Linked DNA regions of Mus musculus: region 2 is linked to region 1. Evidence: chromatin contacts called from public Hi-C data. All regions are on one chromosome and are shown on one strand. The core of a region is the stretch at or near the end of the contact, and the rest is flanking DNA. Distances in the headings are between cores, read along the strand shown.

What was found. A called contact is a pair of places that touch in the nucleus more often than the background predicts.
Region 2: a Hi-C map of forebrain shows a contact between it and region 1, with 2.7 times the contacts expected there. The contact joins two enhancer-like sites. A contact is called at or near these places in 4 of 484 Hi-C or Micro-C datasets (the N1E-115 cell line, forebrain, nephron progenitors and 1 more) and 1 of 115 datasets of contacts at active chromatin or transcription factors (astrocytes).

Annotation. Positions count from the first base shown.
Region 1 is chr12:116,925,671-116,932,624 of GRCm38.p6, reverse strand. The region is part of intron 11 of Ptprn2 (protein tyrosine phosphatase, receptor type, N polypeptide 2); the gene reads right to left. Among named protein-coding and RNA genes, the nearest start is that of Gm31336, 170 kb to the right of the region's middle. Within about 2 kb of position 5,299, at least 8 of the 459 cell types and tissues checked have an H3K27ac peak or open chromatin away from gene starts, as enhancers often do. A contact at or near this core is called in forebrain, where this site is marked.
Region 2 is chr12:117,025,719-117,032,224 of GRCm38.p6, reverse strand. The region is part of intron 12 of Ptprn2 (protein tyrosine phosphatase, receptor type, N polypeptide 2); the gene reads right to left. Among named protein-coding and RNA genes, the nearest start is that of Gm10421, 120 kb to the left of the region's middle. Within about 2 kb of position 3,569, at least 16 of the 459 cell types and tissues checked have an H3K27ac peak or open chromatin away from gene starts, as enhancers often do. A contact at or near this core is called in forebrain, where this site is marked.

The DNA of each region.
Region 1 (6,954 bases), core at 4,050-6,549:
TTGTATGATCTAAAAAAATGTCTTAGGGTCTAAAAAGATGGTTTTAGGTTAGTAAATGCAAGTTATATAAAACAGTGCACAGAAGCACAGGGCCAGGTATCCTTGCACACTGCTTGCAAAGGAGCATGGACTGCATCTAAGGGTAGAGTGGAGTGGGAATGTCGGGTGTGCAGAGGCATGGAAGTACAGGAGTGGGGGGAAAACCAACAAGGAGTGCATATACATGTAGACTACTCATGCGTTTGGGCTACACAGAAGCAAGAGATAAACAGTGCGGAAAAAGAAGAGTATGGGTTACAGGATGAACAGACTGACTCTGACCTGTTGGAGCACCCCTACAGACACCGACAAGGATGGTGTCACCTGAATTCCTACCATGTAGTTCTCCATGTATGTATACCCTCATAGAGGAGTGACACTCCAATACAAACAGATGCTGTCTCGGGCTATAAACTGGAAGAAGACTCCTGATTCCAGGACTGTTTAATAGAATGTGTTCATCACTAAATTATACTTCCCATATTCAATATTCAGATATTTGGTAAATTAATGAGAATTCTAATTATCATCTGGGTCAGCCTATGACAAGATTCTTCTATGGGTAAAAAAAGGAATGTGAGAAAGGCAGTGGGAAGGTGGTGTCAGGACACGCAATGAAGACGGTATAAAACATGGTGACATGGTTTTGTTGTTGTTGTTAAAGATGTATTTATTTTATTTATACGAGTACACTGTAACTGTCTTCAGACACACAAGAAGAGTGCATCAGATCCCAGTACAGATGGCTGTAAGCCACCATGTGGTTGCCGGGAATTGAACTCAGGATCTCTGGAAGAGCAGTCAGTGCACTTAACCCCTGAGTCATCTTGCCATTCCTGGACTCACTTTATATATGCCATTATTTCTTTTCTTCAATAATTTGTAAAAGGTTTAAAACATGAGTATTATTAAATAGAAAAATAAGTAGTTTATTTTAAGGGCCTATTATATCTAAGACCCACAAGCCAAACCAGGTATCAAGGTTCAGAGGAAGTGAGCTTTGGAGAAAGAAGTCCTCGTCTCATTGTTCTCAACAATACTGCTCATCCCGCTACAGCTTCAGCATTCCTGGCACAGGCCTGTCTTACTGCCACAGTCTCAGCCTGTTTGGCCTAGGTATGGAAATCCCACGCACATAGAATTCTGTACTTTATTTAGCCTTCTCTTCCAGGAGTCAGGACACTGCTCCTCACAGGCCTCCAGTCCAAGTCACCATCCATATGTTAATTCCTTATCTACTAATTTCAGAGGTTCATTTACCATGCCTCCTCCTTCCAGAGGCACCTGGAGCTGGGACCCATCTCTCTGCCTAGCAAGGGTTGACCAAGTTGTATCCAGTGATGCTCTGCCCTCCCAACGGTGTATAACAGCCAGCTCCACACTTAGCGTCCTTTGTATTGTTATTCAAGACAACACCAGCCTTTCATCCAGTCTGCTTCCTTTAGACAACATTAGAAATGTGGGTGGCATTCCACACCATAGCACCTGCATGCCTGGTCCATCCGACAACAGCTGTTCTTAAATGCATCTGTATTGAACATGTACAGACTTCCTCTTGTAATTTCATAAGCTATACAGAATTAGGCCATTTGCAGAGTATTTGCATTGCATTTGGTATAACTAAACACACAGGATGACAAGAAGGTTCTATGAAAATGGCAGTGTCTTGTGCCAGGGGTTTGAGTATCTAAGGATCTTGGTCCCCTTGAGGTCTAGGAGTCGGCTCTACTTAAATGTCACATGATACTCATCTACTTATGGAAGACAAGGACACAAAAAGAGAAACATAAATTGGGACTGCTGGGTAAAAATCATCATGATATAGTGACTGTTGATGTGGTTTATGAGATCCAAAAGCCACTTGGCTAAATCAAAGATCATGGCAGAAACAGACAAAGGGACCCAAGTATGAACAGCAAACACAGATATTTTTGTGCTGTGTAGGTGGAAGCCACATAGAACTGCATGCTGTCAGCACAGATCTCTGTGAGTGGAGGCTTGGTGGGGTTTCTACTCATTCCCCCAGTAAACCTTCCCCTTGCTGCCCTCTTGGTTCAGCAGAGATAGACATCACCTTCTTCAGCTTCTTCACTCCTCTTTTCCAGGGATAGCTCTTAAGGAAGCTTCCCTACCAGCTGACACAATGGTGGCTTGAAGGGAAATTAGCTTTCCCCCACTGCCCTGACGCAATTCTCACTTCTTGGATTTCTGTTCTGAAAATCCTCAATATCCCAACAATAAACAAGGTCAGAGTTAGCTATAAGCATGTATATTATTATTAGTTTTTAAATATAATCGTTATACAGAAATTTTAAATGTTTAGTAAGTAATTTCTACCGATGGAAGAGACTCAGAAGCAAAAGGAGAAAAAAAAATCTCTAATTCTACCAAAGTTACCTACGTTCAAGGCTGGGTCCAACACACAAAGCTACGTTATAACCTATTCTTCTTAATTAATACATGAGAATGTCCCATTTTAATAAAAATTGATTCAAAAGCATAAAGAAAAATCCTTGAACATTTACAGACCTCTTTCCCACTGCTTGGCCAATACCAAGTGCTTCTTTTCAGACATGCTTCTCCCAAGCAAAAAAATAAAAATAAAAAATCGCCTCACCCATATCTGCCACAGTTCTCTGATTTGCTGACATCCTTTGGTTTCTAGAATTTTAAATGCCTGTATTTGCTTTGTTAGGGCACAGCAGGCATCAGGAAGGAGATGCCACAGAAGATATCAGTAATGATGAGCGAAGGCAAGAGGTAGCAGCAGGTGGTTAGCATGCACTATGGCCTAGTCCTCCTGTGCCAGGCTGTGAGGGAATGAAGGCCTATAGCTGAACGTGCCCAGGTTGTACATTTTGTAACAGCCCAGAAAGACTATCAGAACTGTAACTAACAAAGTGAATGTTAGTGGGCCAGAATCCACCAACCTCGGCTCTGGGCACTCGGATCTGTCCCTGTCAGATCTTGAAAGGTGTAGAGAAATGGAGGGAAGTTACCATAGCTCTCTCACAGACTCATTTTTCACTCTTCTTGCCAAGGGGCCCCTACATAGGGAAGGTTTCCCATACAGCAGCACCCATTGCCTTCAGCGTAGAGCATCGGGAACAGACTGTGAACAAAGTGGCCTCTTTCCTGCGGTCCTGTTTTCCCACGCTCTGAGCTCACGGCATCCTTAAGGTCTTCTGTGACTAGACTCTGGTTTCCTTTTCAGAAGGAATCAGACAGAACCTCCTGCTTTCATTCCATCAGTTTCTGTGAGATTCCTTGAATGGAGGACATGAAGTCCTTGAAGCTTGTGGCTGTGAAGGTGGATTCCGGCTTTGAATAGCACAGCCAAGCATATGGTGCTGCCCTTAAACTACACAGGGCAGGTTAGAAGAGTCGTTTACTGCTCAGTCAGGAACCCAACATACTTCCTGGAGTTCCAGGCTGGGTACCAGTTGGGCTATGTGCAGAAACATGGGGGGGGGGGGGGGAAGATTCACAGCCATAACGTCAGCAGCCTTGATCCTCGGAGCAGTGATGCTGGCACAGCCTGCCACCTCCTTTTCCACTGTAGGAAAAGGATCGCATGCAGCAACAGGCCCAGATATAGACATGGTCTCCTAATGAGCTTCTGTGAAAAATCATTCTGGGACTTTGTTCTAGTGCCTTACGACTGATAAACAGAAGTCTATTGCATCAAACATACTGGGCTATACACAGGGGCCACGAACCAGAACCGTAGCTGTTACACTATTTGTAAACTGTCAAACAACTTAGAAAAGACAGCTACAGAGTTGCCTTCCACTGCCCATCTTGAGCTGCTAACCACCAGAAAATCACCAACTCCTCCTCTGACTCCTGGGTAAAGGGGCCCTGGGACTGGAACACCCAGCCTCTGTGTGTCCACAAGTTAGAACATGCTTTGGCTCCAATTGCGAGATGCTTCCTCACCTCTGTTCCACCTCAGAGAACATATCTACAAGTGTCAGAAGGAGCTAGAGCTCAGAAAGTTCACTTCCTTCTGCCTGTGTGTGACCCAGACCTCACAGCTGTGGCATCTCAGCTGACTGGTCCATACAGGCAAACCACACTTTTCAGTTGATTCTGAGAAGCTCCATGAAGAGATCAGCAATCCTCCCCCCAACTCCTGCCCCCACCCCAAAGCATCCCACTTGATATTCCCATTCCACAGTGATCCGTAGTTTAAGGGTTTTCAGTGAAAGGTATGCATCTGAATTCTTTGTGTGCTTGTATGTTCATGTGTGTGCATGTGCATATATGTCTGTGGGGTATATGTGTAATGTGTGGAGGTCAGATGATAACCTTGGGTGTTAGTTCTCAGATACTGTCCCCCCGTATAGTACAACTTAAAAAGTTACAGATTTTGCATTTAAAAGCAACCCAGAACTTACAAATCAAAGATTTCTTAAAGCATGGGGTCGGTCCACAACGTCCCATGGACTCTGGCAGTGTCTTAGTGTTCACCACACTTAGAATCAGGCTTCCTTCTCAGAGTGGATCAGCAGAGGGTTGTGGTGCCAAGTGCCAAGGAAAATTTGGCCCATGTTCCCACGTCTCAGTCATAGGGGGAGGCACGATTTAAAAAAATGCAGCTCTGTTCTGAGGAGGTCCTGGCTGATTATCTAACTTATTGGACCCTTATTAGGGAACCCCACAGGACAGGCAGGTAGATGCCAGCTCCGTAGCTAGTTCCTAGACAACCAGACAGAATGGTAACACTACTAACCATATTCTCACCTGCCCTGTGGTACCAGGTATATTTAGTATCTAAACCCATCCTCACTGTTCAAAACACTGCAGCTAGAGGTACTCACCAGCATGCTGTACTAGGATGGTTTCTATTCTCAGAGGCACTGTACATCTGATCCTACCCACACCCTACCTCTCCCCACAGCCTACCTGGAACACATGGGGTTGACAGGTGTCTCATCTGTCTAGAGGTCTATGGGAACAAATGACATTTCTTAAAGGAGATAAAGCCCTACTACACAGACACATGTGAATACTAGGAGCCTCAAGCAGCTACACACACACATTTCCTGCTCAGTGGATCAGCTAAATATTGGCAGTGAGGGTTAGAAGCAGATATAAAATATTGAACAAAAACTAAAATACTTAAAAGGATCTGCCTCGTGGAGGGCAGCTTTGTGTAGTAATTGACACGGGATCAGAAACCTGGCCCTGGGAAGGAGCAGGCCAGATCAGCCATGGGATTAGCTCACACAGCAGACGTTCAGGCCTGAGTGGGATTTGCCCCTCTCTTCAGGTCCCATTGTCTGGGTCTTATTTTTGTACTCTGTTCTCTTTGTGATGGAGGTAGCAGCTGTGACTGGCAGGTAATGGGAGGCTCAAGGATGCCGCATTTGAACAAGGCAGTTTTCTTTCAGTTCCATTTGCCAAGCTCCTCCACGCTGACCCATCTTGGCTGCAGATAGCAATTTAGATGGAAGCTAGGCTGCAGGGCAGGAGGAGGTCGGCAGGCTCTGTGTGTTTATTATTACTTAGATTTCATGGTTTCATGTGGTGTAAGTGTCTATTTAGGGAACAGTGCAGAATTGGTCTCCCTGCTACTGAGCTATTTCCCTAGACATAAATTTATAAGTAAAATGCCAGAGACAATGAAACCTGTGTGCCCATGAAATCTGTGAGATGACAGCCTACCCTGGTTGGCATGGTTCCTTTGAGAGGCTGGTATGCAATGTAAGATGACATCCAGATGTATCAGCTGACAGACAGGAGCTTAATTCCTTAGCTGGATACCAACAAAACTTGAGGTGAAGCCCGGCAGAACTAAGTCTGATAGACTTTGGATAGTCTGTCCAAAGGCTGTAGACTCTCCCATGACTCATTGCAGGTTAATATCATTTTATCATTATCTGGGTGATTTGCATGCATAAACCTAGGTGATTCCTCATTCCCACAATTCTTACAAAGTTAAACAGGTTTTTAGAGACAGAATCGGGTCTCTGTATCATGATCAAATGGGACTGGGACCTGTACCGTGGCTGGGACACCCACAGCCAGAGATCATAGAACCTTATTGCTGTACTTTTCAAATCTGCTCATGAAGAGTCTGCCAGAGACTTCAGGTCTTTCTGACCTATACCACAGATGGTAGACAGGGCACAGTGGTAGTTGGCACATGGGTATTATCCACTAGGCTTCCAAGGTGGCCCCTGTCCATCAGGTCAAAGATCCCTAATTAGTACTTGGGGAGCTCTAGATAGATCCAAGCTCCCAGGTCAAAGCTACACCCATGTACAATGGTGAAAGATGACCCACATGGCTGCCACTGTAGGATGCATGATTTCTCCCTTCTCATTGCCTTTCTCATCCGAAACTACCCATTCCATCCCAAAATTTTCTGCAGTAAATTGGTTGGGTACCACAGGTTTGGTGCTAGCTCAGCCTTCTGGGGTCAGTCGTTGAACCCAGCCTACTTTTCTGGTCTAACTTTCTCTGATCCCTCTCTTTGAAAACCTCTAGGACAGAATTCACTCTAATTCCCAATTGGAAACCTCCACCCTGTTGGCTTACAGGCCACACCTCCCAACATGGAGCATGAAGCCCACCTCTGCATGTGCAGTGCCCTCCGGGGATATAAATCCTCATCTGGACCCGATGGCCCTCTTAGCCAGGTGCTGCTTGCCCGTGGAGCCCTTAGCAACCTTGAGCTCAAAGCACAGTGGGAAAGAAAACCTACTTATTTACTGCTAAAGAGTCCAGGATCTCTGGGAAACCCACGACCACAGCTGTAACAACACAGATGTTTAACTCATAATGGGATTTTATTTAGACAAATGGATGGAAACGGTCCTGTGCTGAACTGAACAGATGCATCTAACTGTAATGTTGATGACTCAGCAGTGGCCTGAGCAGTAGTGATTGCTTACTCTTGGGATCATA
Region 2 (6,506 bases), core at 2,320-4,819, 100 kb before region 1:
AGCCTTTATGTCTCTACCAGGGCAAGCTGACTGCTTCAGGTGCGAGAGGCAGGGATACTGTCACATGTCTCCACTAAAGGTTGACCAAGGAGGGACCTATTCACGTAGTCCTACCTGTCCCTGCTCATGGAAGGTACTCTTTACAGCAATACAATGTCACTAGGAGCCACACCTCACCTGGTGGCATTGTGATACAGCTTTTCTCTTACTGTTACCGATTCATGGCTATGAAGTAGTAGATAAAAGACAGTACTAGGTTACCAGTGACCGTGGCCAGTATGATGACTGAATTATGTTCCTCCAAAACCTGCTTGTGAATCTCTGACGGGAAAGCATCTCAGAGTGTAGCTGTATTTTGTAGAGAAGGTCTTCTAGAGGGCATTATGGTAAAATGGGGTGAGCTCTTAAAAGAAGGGATTAGGACTCTTATAAAGTGATTGCCATTAGAGGACATGGGGACAATGTCATCTATGAGCAAGGAGAGAGGCCTCAGGGAACTTATAGGAACCTCTGTATGTACCTCAATATTAGATTTCAGCCTCTAGACTTAGGCAAGGGTGAGTATCTGCTGCTTAGGCCACCTTCTAGATACAGGGCTGAAACTGTCACCACTTATACCTGTCTTTGGTAAGAATGAGAAAGATACTAAAATACTTTACTCACAGACTTCTAATAGTTTAAAGTAAATCACAGAAACACATAATTTCAATTAATTATCATTTAAAAATGTTATCGGCTTATAAAGAATTGGGATTTATTTTGGCATCGTCAAATAGAATTTCTGTTGTTTCTCCCCTGCTCCCTATTTCTCACCCTCCCTCTTCTCTCCCCTTCCCATTCTTATAACTTTCTTTATATTTCATCTTATTTTTTCATATGTACTCTGATGGTGGAGCTTTAAAATGTTTAGAGTCAATGGGACAGATGGTTAGGTCTGTAACAGGTATATGTTTGTTAGAGAATGACATGTTGGAGAAATGAGACACAACTTGAGTTTAGAGCCACTTAAGAAACTTAAGCATACCACATTCACATGGGAGAAATGTTCAGCTGTAGGCCAACCAGCCACTGACACTGTCATTTCTAGACAGGACTGGGGCATCTCTGACTCCTGCGTACTATGGGTTGATTAATATCTTTTCAAAAAAAAAATGCTCTAACCCTTCTACCTAAACTTGTGTGGAAGCAGGACTTTGGCAGGTGTAATCATATTACAATAAAGTCATATAGGGTAGGCTATACCCTAAATCCAACATAGAGTTTTCTTAATAAGAAAGGATACAGATACACAGATACCCACATTGCAATGTAGGGAGGCAGAGCTTGTGGATATGCATCCACAAGCTAAGGAGTGCTATATTAATTACTTTTCTCATAGCTTTTACAAAATGCCCAATGTAAACAACATAAAGAGAGAGGAGCTTCCTTAGGCTCATGGTTTCTAGAAGGTCAAGTCATGGTCACAGGCTCGCCTGGAGTAAGGCTGACCATCCAAGGCTGCTCTTCACTTAATGAATTACAGGAAAGAGCCAGTTACCCCTATTTCCTTCTTCCAGGACCGACCTTCCACAGTTCCAGCTCTTCTCAATACTCCATTCAGATTTGACTTTATCAGTGGATTGATCAATCATCCACGGATTAGGTCACAGCCCTCATAATCTAAGCCCCCCTGGAAATACCCTCAAGAGCATGCTGAGAGATGTGCCTTACAAATCTCGTAGGAGTCTTTCAGTCTAGTCAATGTGGATATCAAGGTTAAGCATTACAAGGGGATCATTAGAGTGCAAATTACCCAAAGTGGGTTTTCCCTAAATATGTCAGAGCAAGATGGGCCCCTCTACACTGAAATTCTAGTTTCTAAGACTGCGGGAGTAGCTTTCTGCTGAGCAACTTCACCTAGGTTGTGGTATTCTGCTTAGCATCGCTGGGACCCTGATACTCAGAAAACAGTACTGTGTTTCTGGGAGACAGGTCAAATTGACCTTCAGTTGTAGGAGACCCTGGAAATGGGTAAGCAGAGCCAGCCATGACCGAACAGATGGAGCAGGAGAGCAATTTGCAGGAACACATGGAATATCACGGTTTACTAATAAGTTCCTATCTTCTGTAATTAAGAGGGTAGAGTCTGCTGGAATGAGAGTCCAGGAGGCTGACATGAGTGGCTACATTGGGCCCCTGGGTGTCCTAGTAAAAGCAGTGTAGAGGGACAGGTCGTGCTGTAGTGTGAGGCTTTCTTGTCTTTATTTTCTAATCACAAAGGCAAGCAGGGACTTTTTCTATGCCATGGAGACTGTGCTCCTCTTGGTAGGCCACATGAGCTAGGCGAGAACTGATGTGTGTTTATGGTTATTGAAGTGTCTGGCTTTGCTAGGGGCAGAAGTAACAATGACATGCTAGGCCAAGGTCCTCGATGACTTCTGTGTTCAGTGGCCTTTCAGTGACACCTGCTGACAAGGAGCATAAGTATAGCAGTTGCGGTGGAGTGTTTAGGTAGGCACACACCTATCTGTCTGTTGGAGAGCACTTGCCAGTTTACAGGTGGACCCTCAAGCGGGCATACTCCCATATGTTATAGGGCAAGATGGTCTCTTTACCAGAGTGCAGCAGGTAGGTGATATGAGCAGGGTGTGAGTGGGTGATGCAGGTCAGCTTGTGTGCCTTTGGCTAGAAGCACCACAGGAGGCTTTCTGAACAGACTGAGTGCTTGCCACCTCTCCAGACCTCAGCTTGTTAAATGAAAATCACCTTCTGCTCCCAAGCTCATAGGCTCCATGGTCTCACAGGAGCCAGGAGCCATCCTGCCCATGAAGACACTAGCCAGGGTGGTTCCTCTGCTTCTCAAGGTGAGAAAGGCAAACATTGTCAACCCTGGGCCAGGTAGCCAGTAAGTCATGTCACTGCAGTTGAAATATACATTATGCAATTTTTTTTTTCAAAAAAGCATATGAAATTGTTAGGAAAGAGAGAAGAGCGGGTAGCCACCGTCTGATGCAACTTACTTCATTTTACGTGACTATTTACTTTGATATTGAATAAAAATTGAATTTGTTACTATGGCAACTGCTACATCATATAGTTGCTCTCTGCCTCCGAATCACAGGGGAGCATGAAAGGCCCATGTGAGCTTGGTGCTCTCGGCGGTGGTTCAGGAGAGAAAGGTATTCACTGTAAGTTCATATTTGTGCAAACGGCAAGTACAGTGGGACGAATGTTGGTGCAGTTTTCTTTGCCGTGTAGAGCAGTGGAGGCGGGAGGTGAAGAGCTGTTAGCCTCAGGTTTGTGAAGTCAGAGCTGAATATCTGCTCCCTGAGCCCAGGAATGGACAGGCTGCTGGGAACCTCAACTTCTGTCTAGTCTGCTTACCACTCATGAGGGCTGTGAAGGAGCTGAACACGGAAAAGCGAGATGGGGCCCCAGATATTTAATGCAATTTCATGCAGATTTTCCTTTTCAAACACAAATTAGGAGTCCTGACAAGTCAACAGTCTTTTCTCAGGCCTGTGCACTTTTGCATTTAAGAGGGAAAAAAAATCCGCTTCCTTTGTCAAGAAATGCAGATTAGAATAAAATGAGGTGAATGTGCATGGAATGCCAATGAGGGTCCTGCAGAAGAGAAACAAGAGCACCCTATTCCCTATCCCAAGGGCAGTGTGTGTCCCCAAGGAGTCAGGACATGGCTCCTTCCCTGTCCCCACTGGGAACCCCCAGTGGGGAACAGAAGGGGCTTCTGGTGTCCTGGGGAATGCCTGTGGAACCTGTGGTTTCCCCAGGTTCTCAGAGGGCCTGTGACGCCTAGGGCACAGCACTCTACACTGTGATCATAGCAAGCTTGTTCCCAGATGATCCATGGGCTAACGGGGGTGAGGGAGTGTGCATGAGGCAAGCACACATTCTCATTTCTCTGCAGGGCCTCCTGGCATATGTGATCAGACATGGCAACAAGAACATCTGGAACCCAGACCCCGGCGACCTTCACTCGAATGCCTGCCACATCTGTATTTGCCACTCCACTCACACCTCACCCCCTTCTTATACATGCTTGGACACACGTTGGTTGCTCCCGTGGCTCTTCTGAATACCTACAGGCAGGCTGAGCTACCCATGGTAGAGACGATGGCCACCCAAGGAAAAGCAGCGATTCTATTGCCCAGAAATGACACCTGCACGTTTGGCTTACAGAGTCAAAACAAAATGAACCAAAGGAGCAAGAAGGGCATGGTGGGACTGTTACCACAGTGGCATCGCTGACAGCAGCACAGGACATTGCCGAATCACTGTCACTCAGCCACACCACATTCCATGTGGGAACCACAGCACATACTTCCCAGGGACCATTACTCGAATAGTCACAGGATATAAGTAGCAAGGAGGACTAGGTGAAGGTGATGGACACTAGATTGGAGCCTGGAACCCAGCAAGGCTGGACCACTGTCTCATACATACCCAAGACCCCAGGCTTGCAGAATCCCCTCCTATTTACAGGTTCACTGACAATGCTGATCTCCTCCATGCAACCAGCTGTGTGAAGGGTTTCCCTGAGCTCCTCCCACATCAGGGTGCACAAGCACCCACTTCACCACAGGCCTGTCCTGCCTCTGCCGATGACTCCCAGTGCTTATCATCCTTGACATTTATCTACGTGCAACCTTCACCGAAGGTCAGGGGTGGTTTTCATCGCGTACTGTGCTCTGCCTAGGAACAACACACCCTGTGGGGTGGACACAGATACATGATGGCCAAGGACACCAGTGTCACAGTCTATCAGAGTCAGTGGAGACCCAGGTGACTTTACCATCTCCAGGGCTGCCTGCTCACGTTGGTGTGGATGTGTTGTCACTTAGTACAGTTGTATGCCATCTTTATGTAGATGGTACAGTGTGATACTACTGACTCAGGGCTGCTGCACACACTCCACATAGTAAAAATCTCCTGTTTTTACTGACGCCCTACAATTATATTCATGGATCCAAGGGGAAACCTGCTAGGTGAGTGTTATGTAGGGATTCTCTAGTCCAGTTTGCGGCATCTTGAATCTCTAATGATTTCAAAGGAATAGGCCAAAAGATACTGAAGAACAAACTTACAACCTCCAACCTCACCACAGGATGCCTGGCCTGTGAGCAGCAAAGTGTCTGCATGTGTATGTATTGCTGCCTTAAAGGCACCAATGTGTCTGCACATGTATATATGGTTGTTTTAAAGTCAGCAATATATATACATGCAGCCACCTTACAGGCAGAGTTCTTTCTTTTAGTGATTTCAAGGAAATCACAGAATTCTCCTGATTTATTGCACTACAATCATCACCTTCCTCCAGTTTTATATTTTAAGACTCCCCCTCCTTTCTTCCAACTCTTTCTTCTTTCATAAAGCTTTTTATTCCTCTCATTTCTCTGCTTGGCGAGTGGACTCCTTACATAAATGCTGCAAGTTCAAACTCTAAATCAAAAGATCAGGCTTTATGTTTTTGGCACAGAGGGCCCCGCCGCACAATGGCTCTCCCATTTGATTTGGCCCAAATATTATTTCAGGACCCAAGCTCCTCTTAGCCATCTAGAGCCACTGGACTGGACATGTTTGTTTACTTATTCATTTATTGCATGTGTGAATGTGCATGCATGGACACATGCCACGATACATATATGGAGGTTTGAGGACAGCCTGTGGGAGACAGCTGCCTATCCCACCATGTAGGACCCAGGGACTAAATTCAGATTATCAAGTTTGACAGCAACTGGCTTTATCCACTGAGCCTTCTCAATAGCCCTGGGCTGGGATTTTTGATGAAAGAGGCTTAAAGCTACAACACTTCCATCAACAGAGTATGGTAAGGTGGGATTTGGAGAAAATGAGGCTGCTTCCCCATATCACTTCCTCACACCTCGTGCTTTTTCTTTGCAACCATGGATCCCCTACACAGGGTCTCAGCCAGGGTGTGCTTTAGGAGAGCCCCAGTAGTTTGTGGGGCAGAAGCACCCCAAGAACTCTTGGGGTTTCCAATGGACATGGAAGATGGACTTATTTGAAAGCATACAGTCCCTTCCTTTGAACAAAATTCTTCCTTAAGCTCTGAGTAGCAGGAGCATCAGAGGCACAGGGATGGTTACAGGGGTTTGGATGTCTGTGAAGAACAGTTATTGAGCTTGCACAGGCAAACCTCCTTGACTCTTAGAAGAGGTCTGGAAACTTTTTGGAGAGGTTCCTGAGAACCCACATCTGGTCTCAGCCACTCCACTGAGTGGGAAGCCTCTCTCCAGCAGGAGGAGCTCAGTTCCACCAGAGTAGCTCTTGCCCCTTCCCCCACAAGCACTGCTCTTGGACTCCTCCCTGCTGTGGTCTTTAAGGCCACCATGGTGATGCTGGGCCAGATAGTCTGTTCTGTCTGCCTTCAAGGTTGGGCAGATAAGCTTCAAGGCTGTTTATGGCTAGCATCAGAACTAGAAGCAGCCCCACTCCATAATGAGGGGGACCCATGCCTGGTGGAAAACTTTCTAGGCTGGTTTCTC